4 separate regions of the Mus musculus genome follow, and regions 2, 3 and 4 are each linked to region 1. Evidence: chromatin contacts called from public promoter capture Hi-C data. All regions are on one chromosome and are shown on one strand. Each heading gives the region's core, a stretch centred on a gene start, on an enhancer-like site or on the middle of the called end of the contact. The rest is flanking DNA. Distances are from core to core; before and after follow the strand shown.

The links. Capture Hi-C pulls out chosen DNA fragments and counts their contacts.
Region 2: a contact with region 1 is called in a promoter capture Hi-C map of adipose tissue, with 4 times the contacts expected there. The contact joins the promoter of Got2 here to the promoter of Nudt21 in region 1. A contact is called at or near these places in 1 of 39 promoter capture datasets (pre-B cells) and 2 of 9 other capture datasets (adipose tissue and liver).
Region 3: a contact with region 1 is called in a promoter capture Hi-C map of adipose tissue, with 2.8 times the contacts expected there. The contact joins the promoter of Setd6 here to the promoter of Nudt21 in region 1. A contact is called at or near these places in 1 of 39 promoter capture datasets (pre-B cells), 1 of 484 Hi-C or Micro-C datasets (CD4 T cells) and 1 of 9 other capture datasets (adipose tissue).
Region 4: a promoter capture Hi-C map of adipose tissue shows a contact between it and region 1, with 2.9 times the contacts expected there. The contact joins the promoter of Zfp319 here to the promoter of Nudt21 in region 1. A contact is called at or near these places in 1 of 39 promoter capture datasets (pre-B cells), 2 of 484 Hi-C or Micro-C datasets (CD4 T cells and CD8 T cells) and 3 of 9 other capture datasets (adipose tissue, liver and macrophages).

Annotation. Positions count from the first base shown.
Region 1 is chr8:94,035,485-94,038,481 of GRCm38.p6, forward strand. Nudt21 (nudix (nucleoside diphosphate linked moiety X)-type motif 21) reads right to left here and starts at 1,555. Exons shown (of 7, transcript NM_026623.3): 1 at 1,293-1,555. The coding sequence starts at 1,408. Ogfod1 (2-oxoglutarate and iron-dependent oxygenase domain containing 1) reads left to right here and starts at 1,714. Exons shown (of 13, transcript NM_177767.4): 1 at 1,714-1,958. The coding sequence starts at 1,805.
Region 2 is chr8:95,886,972-95,889,968 of GRCm38.p6, forward strand. It overlaps Got2 (glutamatic-oxaloacetic transaminase 2, mitochondrial), which reads right to left and starts at 1,430. Exons shown (of 10, transcript NM_010325.3): 1 at 1,246-1,430. The coding sequence starts at 1,334.
Region 3 is chr8:95,714,327-95,717,323 of GRCm38.p6, forward strand. It overlaps Setd6 (SET domain containing 6), which reads left to right and starts at 1,587. Exons shown (of 7, transcript NM_001035123.4): 1 at 1,587-1,944; 2 at 2,027-2,168; 3 at 2,281-2,475; 4 at 2,595-2,715. The coding sequence starts at 1,611. Ndrg4 (N-myc downstream regulated gene 4) reads left to right here. Exons shown (of 17, transcript NM_001372423.1): 17 at 1-630.
Region 4 is chr8:95,330,192-95,333,188 of GRCm38.p6, forward strand. Zfp319 (zinc finger protein 319) reads right to left here and starts at 1,620. Exons shown (of 2, transcript NM_024467.4): 1 at 1,330-1,620. Usb1 (U6 snRNA biogenesis 1) reads left to right here and starts at 2,093. Exons shown (of 7, transcript NM_133954.2): 1 at 2,093-2,274. The coding sequence starts at 2,171.

The sequences.
Region 1 (2,997 bases), core at 305-2,804:
TAGAGAAGACCTATGGTGAAGTCATGCTTCCAATTTTTCACTTTTTTGAGGTGCTGGCGATAGAATCCAGGGCATTCCACACACGAGGCAAGCCCACTACCAGTTAGCAAACAACTCCTGTGCTCCTCCACTCTTTTTAAAGGAGCACTCGCCTCTCCCATTTTATGGGAATCTTATAAGCACTTAAGTGACAGAAAATTAAAGTGCTACTGTGAATTGTGGGACAAAAGTAAATTTGCACAGACACGACTGTCAACTATTTCCACATTTTATAAACCTTGCATTTCATTACCGAAGTTTGCGTGCCATTACTTGTTTTGTCAAAAACAATAGTAGTAGTTGTTCTTGAGAACAGTTCTCAAGAGCTCAACAAGTTTTCAACTTCATGTCACATTTAGTTTTAGGAGGAATGGTTTATTTACTTGAATATGAGAGATTTGTTTATTTATTTGAATATGAAAGGTGAGTCACTAAAATGACTTACACAAACCCCACTCTCAGCAATGTCTTGCACATTTTAAACAAATAACCAGTCTAAACTGGACACTTTTTTCCCATTAGAATCAGCTCCACACTAGGGAATGAGGTACCAAACATTATAAGCTATATCCCAATCTCAATTTCTTGCCACAACAAAATTTTGTTTGAGTGATCCCGAAATGCAATCATCTGCTTAAGACAAAGGTTTGTTGAAAACAAAACAGCCTGCAAACAGGCTGTCGGGACAACATGTAAGGTACCTCCGACCTCTGAAAGTACAACCAGACAACAGAGTGTGTCCTCGCAATTTTAGGTCTACTGGGAGTCTGCAATGATACTGTATGTTGGCACTTTGGTAGACAAGACATACAAATGCAAAAAGGTAGACCAAACAGCGCGAAAATTAATAAAATGTGGCCACTGGATGGAACACTACCCAACATTTAAAGGGGGAAAAAAAAAAACTAGGATGTCAGAGGTTAATCTGGAAAAGTTACTGTAAAAGAAATGTACACCCTACAAAACTGAGAATTGTTCAAATAAACACAAATACATGTGCGATGAAACAACCAGCAACGGATTGAAAGGATACACACATTATGAATTCAAAGCAAACGCAGGTTCTAACCATGGCTGAATGAAGGGAAAGGGGGAAACGAACCTCGCTTTTAAAATAGGAAAACTGCCAAGTCGGGGTCGAGAAACAGGTCTAGGAAAGAAAGCGCGCATCCCGGAAGGGACAACCCGCATCCGGCGTGAGGGAGGAGCGCGCACTGGGAGAGCATCAACGGCCGAGGCCGCGCCGCACTTACAGATTAATGGTGCGCTCCAGGGTGAGGGGCTTGGTCTGCTGGATGTACTTGTTGCCGAACTGGTTGACCCCCCGGGGCCAGCCCGTCTGCGAGCGATTGGGCGGCACCACAGACATGCTGAACAGCTCCGACGCCGGGGACGTGCAGAAAGCGGGGGCCCGGGGAGACGTCCGCGGGGCGGGCAGCGGTTATCTGCGTCCCGCTCAGCAGCCACCACCCGCCATTAACAGTCGAGAGCAAGAGGCGCGGAACACACGCCGGAAGTGAATACGCTCCGGAGGCAGGAAGTTGGGAGGCAGGCCACTGCGACCATTTGACCAATTGCTGGCGGCGTGACGCAATATGTTGATCTCCCATTGGTTATTTTTGTGGAGATCCCGCCTCCCTGTGCTTTACTGCCTTTCCATTGGGTAATGCTGGTGAAATAAGGAAAGAGGGTTTTCGGGAACTGTAGTTTCTGGAGGGAAGTAGCGTCCTGACTTCCTTGGCGTGGGTCTGTGCACCGTGAGAAGATGAACGGGAAGCGGCCGGCGGATCCTGGCCCAGCGCGGCCAATGAAGAAGGGAAAGAAGCAGGTATCGGCAGAGTTTTCGGACGCTGTCACTGAAGAAATCCTGAGGAAGCAGGTGGCTGAGGCCTGGAGCTGCCGGACACCGTTCAGCCATGGTAATGGGGTGCTGTAGGGAGGCGCGGCAGCAAGAGGTGTGGGGAGGATCGCAGCCACCTCCGACCCGGGCGCTGACTGCTGCTCGGTTCATTCCATATTCTGCTTGATTTGGCAAGCCTGGGGAGGAAAATAAATATAAGCTCCGGACACTATGGGGAAGTGGGAGACATGTAGCCTGGGGGTTGAATTCTAGAATCAGAGGTCACTCAGAATCCCTCTGCTGATTGTACGTCATTGGGCAATGCATATAACTTTGCTTAAGGGCCAGTTTCTTCGTTTATAAAACGGAATCGTTAATAGTATTCCCCCTCCGAAAGATGGGATTGACAAACTAATGTTTGTAGACATTCATAAACGTTTCCTTGAGAACCGGTAAATAGCTAGCAAGCGAGGGTCACTCTCCGCTGTTACGTGGACTGTCTAACCCACGCTGGTGTTGAAAGCTGCCAGAGAAGCAAGCACCTGGATTTACCAGTTTTCACGTACCTTGTCGTTGGCCTAAGTGACGCACAAAACCAACATAATCTTGAAAGGAACGATCATTCCAGACATAGCTACAAGTTATTACCTTATACAATGTGACTCTGGCTGGGTGCGTCTTGAATTTTCTCAGACTTGCCGATTGTCTGTTTCATTTGAGTGTTTAAACAGGGGAACCCCTGGGCGCTCAGGACGCAGGCAGAAGATGATTACATAAAATGCAGGCTCCGGCTGCCCAGAGACTTCTCAGTTTCTTTGTCTGTTGCAAAGGCGTAGTGACTATATCATCGATTCCTCAGTTGTAGAGAATATAAATGAAATAATGCTTATAAGGCACCACTGGGTCAAGATTGGTTGTTATTCATAATCTAGTGGAAGTGAAATCAGTTAGAGGTTAAAAACCACCTGTTTTTTTTTTTTTTGTTTTGTTTTGTTTTGTTTTGTTTTTAAACCCAGAAATTTAGGGAAAGAAAGGGTGGTATTAAAGAGAAATAGCCAGCCAGTTTTGCTACTCTTATTATTTGTTTTACTTCGCTCTGGAGAGAATGAGTTAAGAAT
Region 2 (2,997 bases), core at 180-2,679, 1.9 Mb after region 1:
CCTCATTTTTGTTCTCCAAATTGCAGCATAAATAACTCTCCCCCGTTTCTCCTCCCCTTCAGGTGGGTAGGCGTAAAAGGGCACCCATTGGCATGGAGCCAAAAAAACGGGCTCTGGGAAGGACAGACTGTTCTACTACCTTGAAGATGCTTGAACACATTCAAAGGGAAGAAGGCAAGCATAAAAAGTTACGTAGGCTTCGCTCCCAGTTAGTATGTGCCCCGGGGAGGTGTCTGCCGTACTCCAGGAGACTGTCTCAAATCTGCTCTTCTGAGGCCCAAGGAAGAATCAGGAGTTACTAGTTCCCGTTTAGGCCTGGCACTTTCAGTACACCTTAGTTTAAGATGACTCATTTGTCTTTTTTTAAAAAAGGAAGTCAGTCCTCTTGTCTTGCTCACAGCTGCATCACCAGCAACTGGTCCAGTGCCTGGCTCGGAGAAACTGGGTTACGAAATATTTTAAGGAGCAAAGAGCCGACTGAAATGCAGGGAAAGATTGATGGCTTCCAGTCAACAGAATCTCCCAAGGGTTTAAAACAAAGAAAGTACATTACACTTCAACCCTTTTCCATCCAAAGGCCAGGCTGGTCTGTCAGGGGATAGGGGATCATCAGGCACTACTGTGGTGACACTGAAGGATGCACTACGCCAAGGTCATGGATGCACACCGGATCTGGACGCCCCCAGAACCTCCTTGCATGTGGTCACATTTCCCCCCGTCACGCACGCTGCTTCTACACAGCACTGGCAGATTTAACCCTCTGGACCCCGACAGCTGGACCTGTTGTCCCGCAGGGCAGCTGGTCAAGGACATGCGCGCCCCCCTGCACCACAGCCAATCAGCGACAGGCAGCTCCGGCACCATAGCCAATCGGCTAGAGGATGGCCCAGCGCCACCGCCCACGTGCTCACCCCTTGCCCCGCACCCCACTGTGCTGAGTCCACATCTGGGACCCCCCATCACCCGCTAGAATGGGATTCTGGGTGCAGTCGAGAACCACAATTCCCACCTCGGGGGCTACGCTGGCCCTCTGTCCGGAGATACAGGGGAGGGATGAGGGGTCCTGGGGTCACCCCGGGGCGCAGACACTGGACTCTAAGACTCGGGACAGTCAACCCTTGGGGACACACGAGGTGCGCACGTGTGTCCGATCGCGGGGTGGGGTGCAGGTTTCACAGGGTCCACAGTTCGGCTGGGCAGGGGCAGGCCCGCGGTGCCGCTGCATCTCTGTATCCCTCGGCTCACCTGGCTCTGGCAGAGGCTGCAGCAGCTAGGCCTGGGTGAAAGGCAGCAGCCATCCCGGAGAGGATGCGGCTGGAGTGCAGGAGGGCCATGGTGGGCGGTAAGACGGCAGTGGATGGTGGTAGAGCCGAGATCTGGGGAAGCGTCCGCTGGAACCGAGGCGCGGGCTCCTAAAAGGTGAGGACAGTGACTTCCCTGGGCGTGGCTAGAGCGGCCCTGCGCCTGGAGCGAATCATGTCGCAGCGGCCCCTTGCGGTCGGGGGTAGAACGACGACGCCTCCACGGAGGTCATGGAAACTCGCAAGGGCACTGCTAATCGCTGCCTATAAATCCTGTGAAGCTTGTATGTGAGGATGCGCAGTCCACAGTGCTCAGCGCTCTGCTTCCAGTTAATCATCCGCTACGCTAGAGGCAGCTGCCTAGCGTGCCAGTTTGAAAGAAGGAAAAAAATGTAAACTGACCCGAGGAAGTATTTTTTTTTTTTCCTAATGCTCCAGTGTGGTTTTCCTTTCAACCCACTAGTTTCCCCAAGTGCAAGTCTCTCAAGGTTCAGAATGCTTTCATGTCCCTGTTAGAGGACAACAGGCATATTTTGTGGGGCAGTTGTGAGTATTAACTTGTGAGATTAGCAGATTATGCCCTAAAAAAAAAAAAAAAAAAAAAAAAAAAAAAAAAAAAAAAGCCTGATTAGTCAATACAAAATTACCCAGGACCAACGACAAACTTTTGCACATCAAGTCTTCATAATTATGTTTGGAAGAAATGAATAAGCTTTTAAAGGCTGGGAGAATGAATTTGAGACAAGTCCACAAGTTGACCGAATTCACTCTGAACATGGGCCATTATTTCCCAGGGATGCCTTGCAGAAATCTGTATAGATTGCCAGTCTAATTTCTCCGGCCACTTCAGTTGTCTGTGTGATTGTTATCAAATCTGGGGGCCACAGCATGTGCTGCAAACCAGGCCCAGGTCACTGGTCCTCAAACAAAGTAAAATAGTGAAAAGCAGAAAAAGATTTACTTGCTGGGTGGTGGTGGTGCATGCCTTTAATCCCAGCACTTGGGAGGCAGAGGTAGGTGGATTTCAGAGTTCGAGGCCAGCCTGGTCTACACAGAGAAACCCTGTCTCGAAATTTTTTTTTTTTTTTTTTACTCAATGTGGCCACACTAGGAAGTTGGACAGAAAGATCCAGTTTTCCTTCGGGGTTCAAATGAGAGATTCCAACGTAAACAGATTCCCAGTCAGCTTGTGTTCCTGCCTGCCATTAACCCATCCTATAAGGTGATGGATCTGATAAGTTGCTAGAACTGTATAGACTCTCTGGGAGAAAGGTTGCCTCTCTGGCTGGGGCCTTTTCTTATTTCAGTATGAGATTCCTAGAGATATTGCCATTTCTTTGGGTTCCATTGTTTCAGTAGTCAAATTGATAGACACAGTGCCTCTTTAGGATATCTTCATTTCTTCCAGGGCTGTTGCATGAAGTCCAGATCCCTACATGGAATCACATTCTGGTCTACCCTAACTTACTGTCTTCTGGCACATGTGTCTCCCTGACCTTGGGCTAGATTAAAAAAAAATAGATATTTATTTAATGTTGTATGAGCATCCTGTTGCTGACACACCAGAAGAGGGCATCAGATCCAATTACAGATGGTTGTGAGCCACCATGTGGTTGCTGGGAATTGAACTCATGACCTCTGGAAGAGCAGACAGTGCTCTTAACCACTGAGCCATCTCTCCAGCTTTTAGGCTAGA
Region 3 (2,997 bases), core at 337-2,836, 1.7 Mb after region 1:
CCAAGTAGGCGCTCACAGCCTGGCCATTGGTTTCATCTGCTCTCATCCCCAGAGAGGAGAGAAAGCACTAAGTGTGTATATGGGGAGTGGGGATGATGTATGTGGTATTGTATGGGTGTTCTGAGGCAAGAGGACACCCACATCCATTTATCTGTGGCACATGCCGCCCCTTTCTGTAACTGTAAGCCATTTCTAGACTGCTCTGGAGTCCAGTGGAGTGTTTCCTATCCCCGGTTCAGTTCACTCACGTGCTTCCGTGAATACTGAATGTGACTGTTTAGAGGTGGTAGAACTAATCCCTTACTGTAGATAGCACTCCAAGTATTGGACATCTTTTTGCTGTGTTCTTAAGATATCTATAAATACCTATACATTATATATATATATATATGTATGTATATCAGGTCCTCCTTCCTGTATGTGGTTTCCCATTGGTAGTTGTCTTCTCTTTGGTCAAGATGAACTTTTAATGGAGTTCATTATTTTCCTCTCTGTACAAAGTTAAGAGCCTAATTTTGTGTATTCTGTTTGGTGGCTGATAAAGAGACTTTGAGATTACAAAATGCAAAACAAAAATCCTTGATATAGAAAGTTAACTGTGCAGAAAAACTAATAAAGAAATTAAGTCTACGTGTGTCGTGTTTCCTATCACAGGGAAGGCTCAACTGTTTAGGCTGCCTGGCTGCCCCAGGGCGCTGATAGTTGGAGGATAGTGCCTGTTAGACACATTTGGTTGGGGGAGGGTTGAGCAATCTTTCTGTAGCCCAGGCTGGTCTTGAATACTCAGCAATCCTACTTCAGCGTCATGGGTGTTAGAATTATGTAGGCCACCCTGCTTAATTTTTTTTTTCCTCTTAGGGTGATAAGAGATTGAACCAGGGTGTTTATACATGATGGTCAAGGTTCTACCAAGCGGCTATATACTCTGACTGAGATATAATTTTACCAGTCCTGATACTAACTCTATTTCACAGCTGAGCAGAAAGTTTAGCCAGCAAGAAAGACCGCTTCAAAGCAAGGGCACAACACTATTTGCTTGGTTTTAGTTGTTTTGGGACATGGTGTCACTCTGTTGTCTGGCTTGCCAGAAACTCCCAGTAAACCACAAACCCCCCTCAACCTTCCAGGTACTGAAACTAAACTACTGAATTCTCCATGTTACCGTTTGTGCTATCATTCATTCACCTTATATTACTTCCAGCGTCTCTCTCTGTCTCTCTCTGTCTTCTCTCTCTGTCTCTCTCTTCTCTCTCTTTTCTCTTCTCTCTCCTCTCTGTCTCTGTCTCTCGTCTGTCTGTCTGTCTCGTGCGTATGTGTGTGTGTAATGTGGAAACCCTTAAGGCCACTTCAAACCCAGGTGTAAACGGACTAATCAATCAGTCAGTGAAATGATGGTTAATCACTAACCATCAGTCGGTCACTACGGCATACTAGCCCAGCCTCCACAGAGGAAGAAACTGTTTTGTCCCTGCACGCCGCTCTCCGGGACACGGCCAGAACTAGGGTGGAGGCCGGTGCGCACGCGCACGCGCGATTCCTAAACCGGAGCGGTTTAGTAGAAACGCCCAGCTCCGCCCCGGAAGCGCAGTGAGGACCCGGCTGCTCGCAGCATGGCGGCCCCCGCCAAGCGCGCGCGGGTAAGTGGCGGGTCGCCCCTCGTCGCGCCCTGTCCCTCCCCGAGAGCTGCCCGCGCGCCCCTGCCGCTCCCTGCGGGGTCCAGCGGCGGCGAGCCCGAGGGCGACGCGGTGGCCGGCTTCCTGCGCTGGTGCAGGCGAGTGGGGCTGGAGCTGAGTCCTAAGGTGACGGTGAGCCGGCAGGGCACGGTGGCCGGCTATGGCATGGTGGCGCGGGAGAGCGTGCGGGCCGGGGAGCTCCTTTTCGCAGTGCCGCGGTCCGCGCTTCTGTCCCCCCACACCTGTTCCATCAGCGGCCTGCTGGAGCGAGGTGGGTAAGGAAGGGGCAGGGGGACCAGCTCGGAGGCTGGCAAGGGAGTGGCGCTTGGACGTTCACCTGGTGTCTTCCCTAGAGCGAGGCGCGCTGCAGAGCCTGTCTGGGTGGGTGCCGCTGCTGCTGGCGCTGCTCCACGAGCTCCAGGCCCCAGCATCACCCTGGAGCCCTTACTTCGCGCTCTGGCCAGAGCTGGGGCGTTTGGAGCATCCCATGTTTTGGTGAGAGCCGAGGGAAGGGCCGGGAAGAACCTGTTGCAGTTTCTTTGCTCTGGGACTGGGCACCTGCTGCATGAGAAGGCTGCGAAGGGCTCCGGGTGGGCTGTCCTTGCAGGCCGGAGGAAGAGCGGTTGCGACTCCTAAAGGGTACAGGTGTCCCCGAAGCCGTGGAGAAGGATTTGGTGAACATCCGTAGCGAATACTATTCCATCGTCCTGCCCTTCATGGAGGCTCACTCGGATCTCTTCAGCCCCTCTGTTCGCTCCCTGGAACTCTATCAGCAGCTCGTGGCCCTCGTGATGGCTTATAGGTCAGTGATTAAAGCCTAGAGGAGCAGACCCTCATCTTTGAGAGGGAAGGTGGGAAAGAACAGTGAACTCCAGGTCCCTCACCCGAGACTGGGCCTTAGCTGAGTTCTCTCTGCGGCAGCTTTCAAGAACCGCTGGAGGAAGATGATGATGAAAAGGAGCCCAACTCACCCTTGATGGTGCCTGCTGCAGACATACTAAACCACATAGCCAATCATAATGCCAATCTAGAGTACTCGGCAGTGAGTGGACCCCTATCCCTGGTCAGGTGGTGTGCATTACAAATCAAATCACTGGGCTCCAGTTTCCTACTAATCGTGAAAATGCGGTGAGACTAGCTACTCTCCGGTGTACTTTTGATATCAACTGAGATGGTGTGGACACACCCTAAGTCCACCAGAATAGCTGCCTGCTCTGCCAAGTCACCTCAGGCCCTGTGGAGAGCATTAACAGCAGTTCAGTGCTATTAGGAGGTGGGATGTTTATGGGCCAGAGGCATAGTAAGAAAGGCCCCACTTTAGTGT
Region 4 (2,997 bases), core at 370-2,869, 1.3 Mb after region 1:
GAAGGAAGCCACGCCCCTGAGGTATAAGTTCTAAGGCAGATGGACTCTGGAAGCTAATATTAAGGCAACAATACTAAGAACCACCTAAAAACCCTCTCCTTTGAAAGACTGGTCTACGTTCCTCTTCACCTGCACTCCAGGCCTTTCCCAGGGCACATGCCACTCTAGCTTAACAGGATTAATGGCCTTTCTGGGACCCAAACTCCTGGCCAAAGAGGGTTAAATAACAGGTTTATAGACCCACTGATCAGGTGAACTTCTTCACTCTAGTTATCTCCCAGAGGAACATAAACAGAAGTCCCTTACCCTCTGAGTCTTTGACTGTCAAGGTGTAAGAAATTGTTCTGTTTGCCTGAATTGTACAGATAAAGCATGCCCCAGGGTGTGTCTCCTCCAAGTCCCAAATATTCACAGTAATCACTGCAAGATAAAGCCCACCTAACCACCGCCCCCACCCCATGCCAGCAAATCTCTAATTCACCACTTTGAGATAGTATTAAAGCAATCCCACAGAGAATTATTTTTGGAATCAAAGGCAGCCTCCTTTCTAGGTTCTCAGCTGCTTATAGATTTAAAAGTTTGCAAGTTTTCTTTAAGGGAAGGAAAGTAGAGAATGTTCCCATAAGCCAGCTGGCTTCTAACTGTTCTCTTAAAGAAACCTAAGAATCAAGCTAAAAGTTGTCACCCTCAGCATCTTCTGGGAAGGGAGGGAATAAAGAGGCTGCTGATTTGGGGTAGTACCTAGGAGTACGACCAACCAACCACAGCTGGCCATTTTAGCGTTCCTAAGGTAGAGAGGAGCGGTGGACTGCACGGAACACTGTCTGATCTAGCTGTACTAATCCAACTGTGTGTTATTTTTCCTGGTATGAATGGCTGCCAGCCCCATCAGCCGCCCCCACTCCCCACCTCCTAGAGCAACCCCACTGCCTACCCTGACCCTTCTCCAGTAAGGAGAAGCCAGGAACACTCTTAGCTCACTGCACAAGAGCTGGAGAGAGAAGTGGAGAGGAAAGGCAAAGAGAAGCCCCCACCCGCGCCCCACCCTAGCCCTTTTTCCTCTCAGAGTCACCGAATGAAAGCTGATCTCCTCCCATCAGGCCCAGCTGGGCTGCCTGCTGTCAGCTCCTGCTCCGGATGGCCCAGCCACTGCGTCCCGAAAAGGGGGTGGTTCCGGCCGAGGAAGGCCCCAGAGCCTCAAACGGTGCCCGGGAAGCAACTGTACTTCCAGGCCCAGCCTGGATCGCCTCGGAGCTCAGGAGGCTCTCCCTGGGTGCAGGGGCTACTGGAGTGGCCCCCAGATGCAGTCCCGGGTGCCCTGCCACTCACCTGCTCCAGGGGTCAGGCGCGGGACAAGCGAAGACCAGCTGCTTTCTCTGCCGCCTCTTTATTCCGGCTCCATCCGCCGCGGCGCGGCCTACGCGTCCTGCCAATCCCCGGGCCTCGCGTAGCAGAGGCAGGCAGCGCGGAGTCGGGAGACAGGTTTGCAGCAGCCGGAACCGACGAATCGACCCGCGCACTCGGGTTAGCGGGACCGGGGCAGCGGACGGACGGGCGAGCGGACAGACCGACGGGTCTTGCAGAGACCGGCGGACAGAGGGTCGGCGCGAGGCCGGGTAGGCGGGGCCGGGGGAGGAGCGGCAGCCGGGGCGGCGGCTGCCGAGAAGCCCGCGGCGCGGAGCGAGGCCGCCCCCTGTCGGGGACCCGCGGCCCCGCTGGCCCGAGCCTGTGGGTACGGAGGGGCGGGGCTGGAGCCTCGGGATCCGCTCGCCGGAGCCTACGGTCGCGGAGGAGCCGGGATCCTCATCCCCGGCTCGCCGCAGCCCCACCTGACTCTCCGGTCTTCTGCAGCTGACCTGCGGCTCAGCTCGCTCTCAAGAGGGATCCTGAGACTCCAACTTTTTGCAAGTCTGGCAAACAGACCCGCAGACCTGTGGAACCCACACTGGGGCGACGGAGTGATCCGGAAGGCCGCCTCCTACAGCCTTTACCGCACAGGCGGTGGCCGCCGTCCGTCCTAAGCTCCACTGGGCTTCGCCCCCCGGGTCGCCAGGCCCCGCCCCGAGGTGGAGCTACTCTAGGTCCCGCCCCCCACAGAGCACTTCCGGCTCAGAGGAACTCCGGGCGTCGGATCAGGTTGTCGGTGGACACGGCTTGTGGTCGAGGCCCCATGAGCTCGGCGCCCCTGGTGGGCTACAGCAGCAGCGGTTCAGAGGATGAAGCGGAGGCTGTCGCCGCGGGGCGGAGCAAACCGGGTACTGGCTTCCACCGTTGGTGAGGATCGAGGAATTTTTCTCTCTCGAGCGTAGATTCTTTTGAAACCCTAGTGGGACCCGAGCCTCCCGGGGAACCAAGAGGGTGGGTCAGTTCCCCGGTAAGAGAAAAAGGGATGTCGAGGGAAAGGATTCAGGACACACCCTGGACAAAGCCCTGGAATGGCACTACCACACACACACCCTGGCTAAGGCAAAGTTGGGAGTGAGGACACGGGTTCAAGTCCAGCCCTCTCCGTTGGTGCGTTTTTTTTTTTTTTTTTTCTCTTTTGGAAAGCAACTATGTTTCTTCCCAGATGTTTCCTCGTTTGAACACTATGCAATAATAACCCAAGCTTTTCGTTCGTCTAGTAAATGGTTAATGAATAGCCACCGTGAGCCACACGGTAGACTGGAGACACCAGCCTGTTGAAAAACCCATGAAAATCTCATGCGCCAAGAGGCTTAAATCTTCGAGGTTCTTAAATACTGGTCTTTGCTGACTGTAGTGTGTCGGTTCATTGCACAAGAGCTCTAGCAAGTAAAAATATGCTCTACACGTGAGGAAATTAATGTAAGCCAAGATCACAGAGCTACTTGAGTTCAGGCCTGTCCAACTATCTAATAGGGACCTCCAAGCCACACTGCTACCTGCTGAAATGTTTCCATGGGGACCAAGAGCCAGCTGAGGTCTGCCTTCCCAGCTAGGAAACTTAAGCAGTTCTAGAAAGCTATGGTTCTTTAG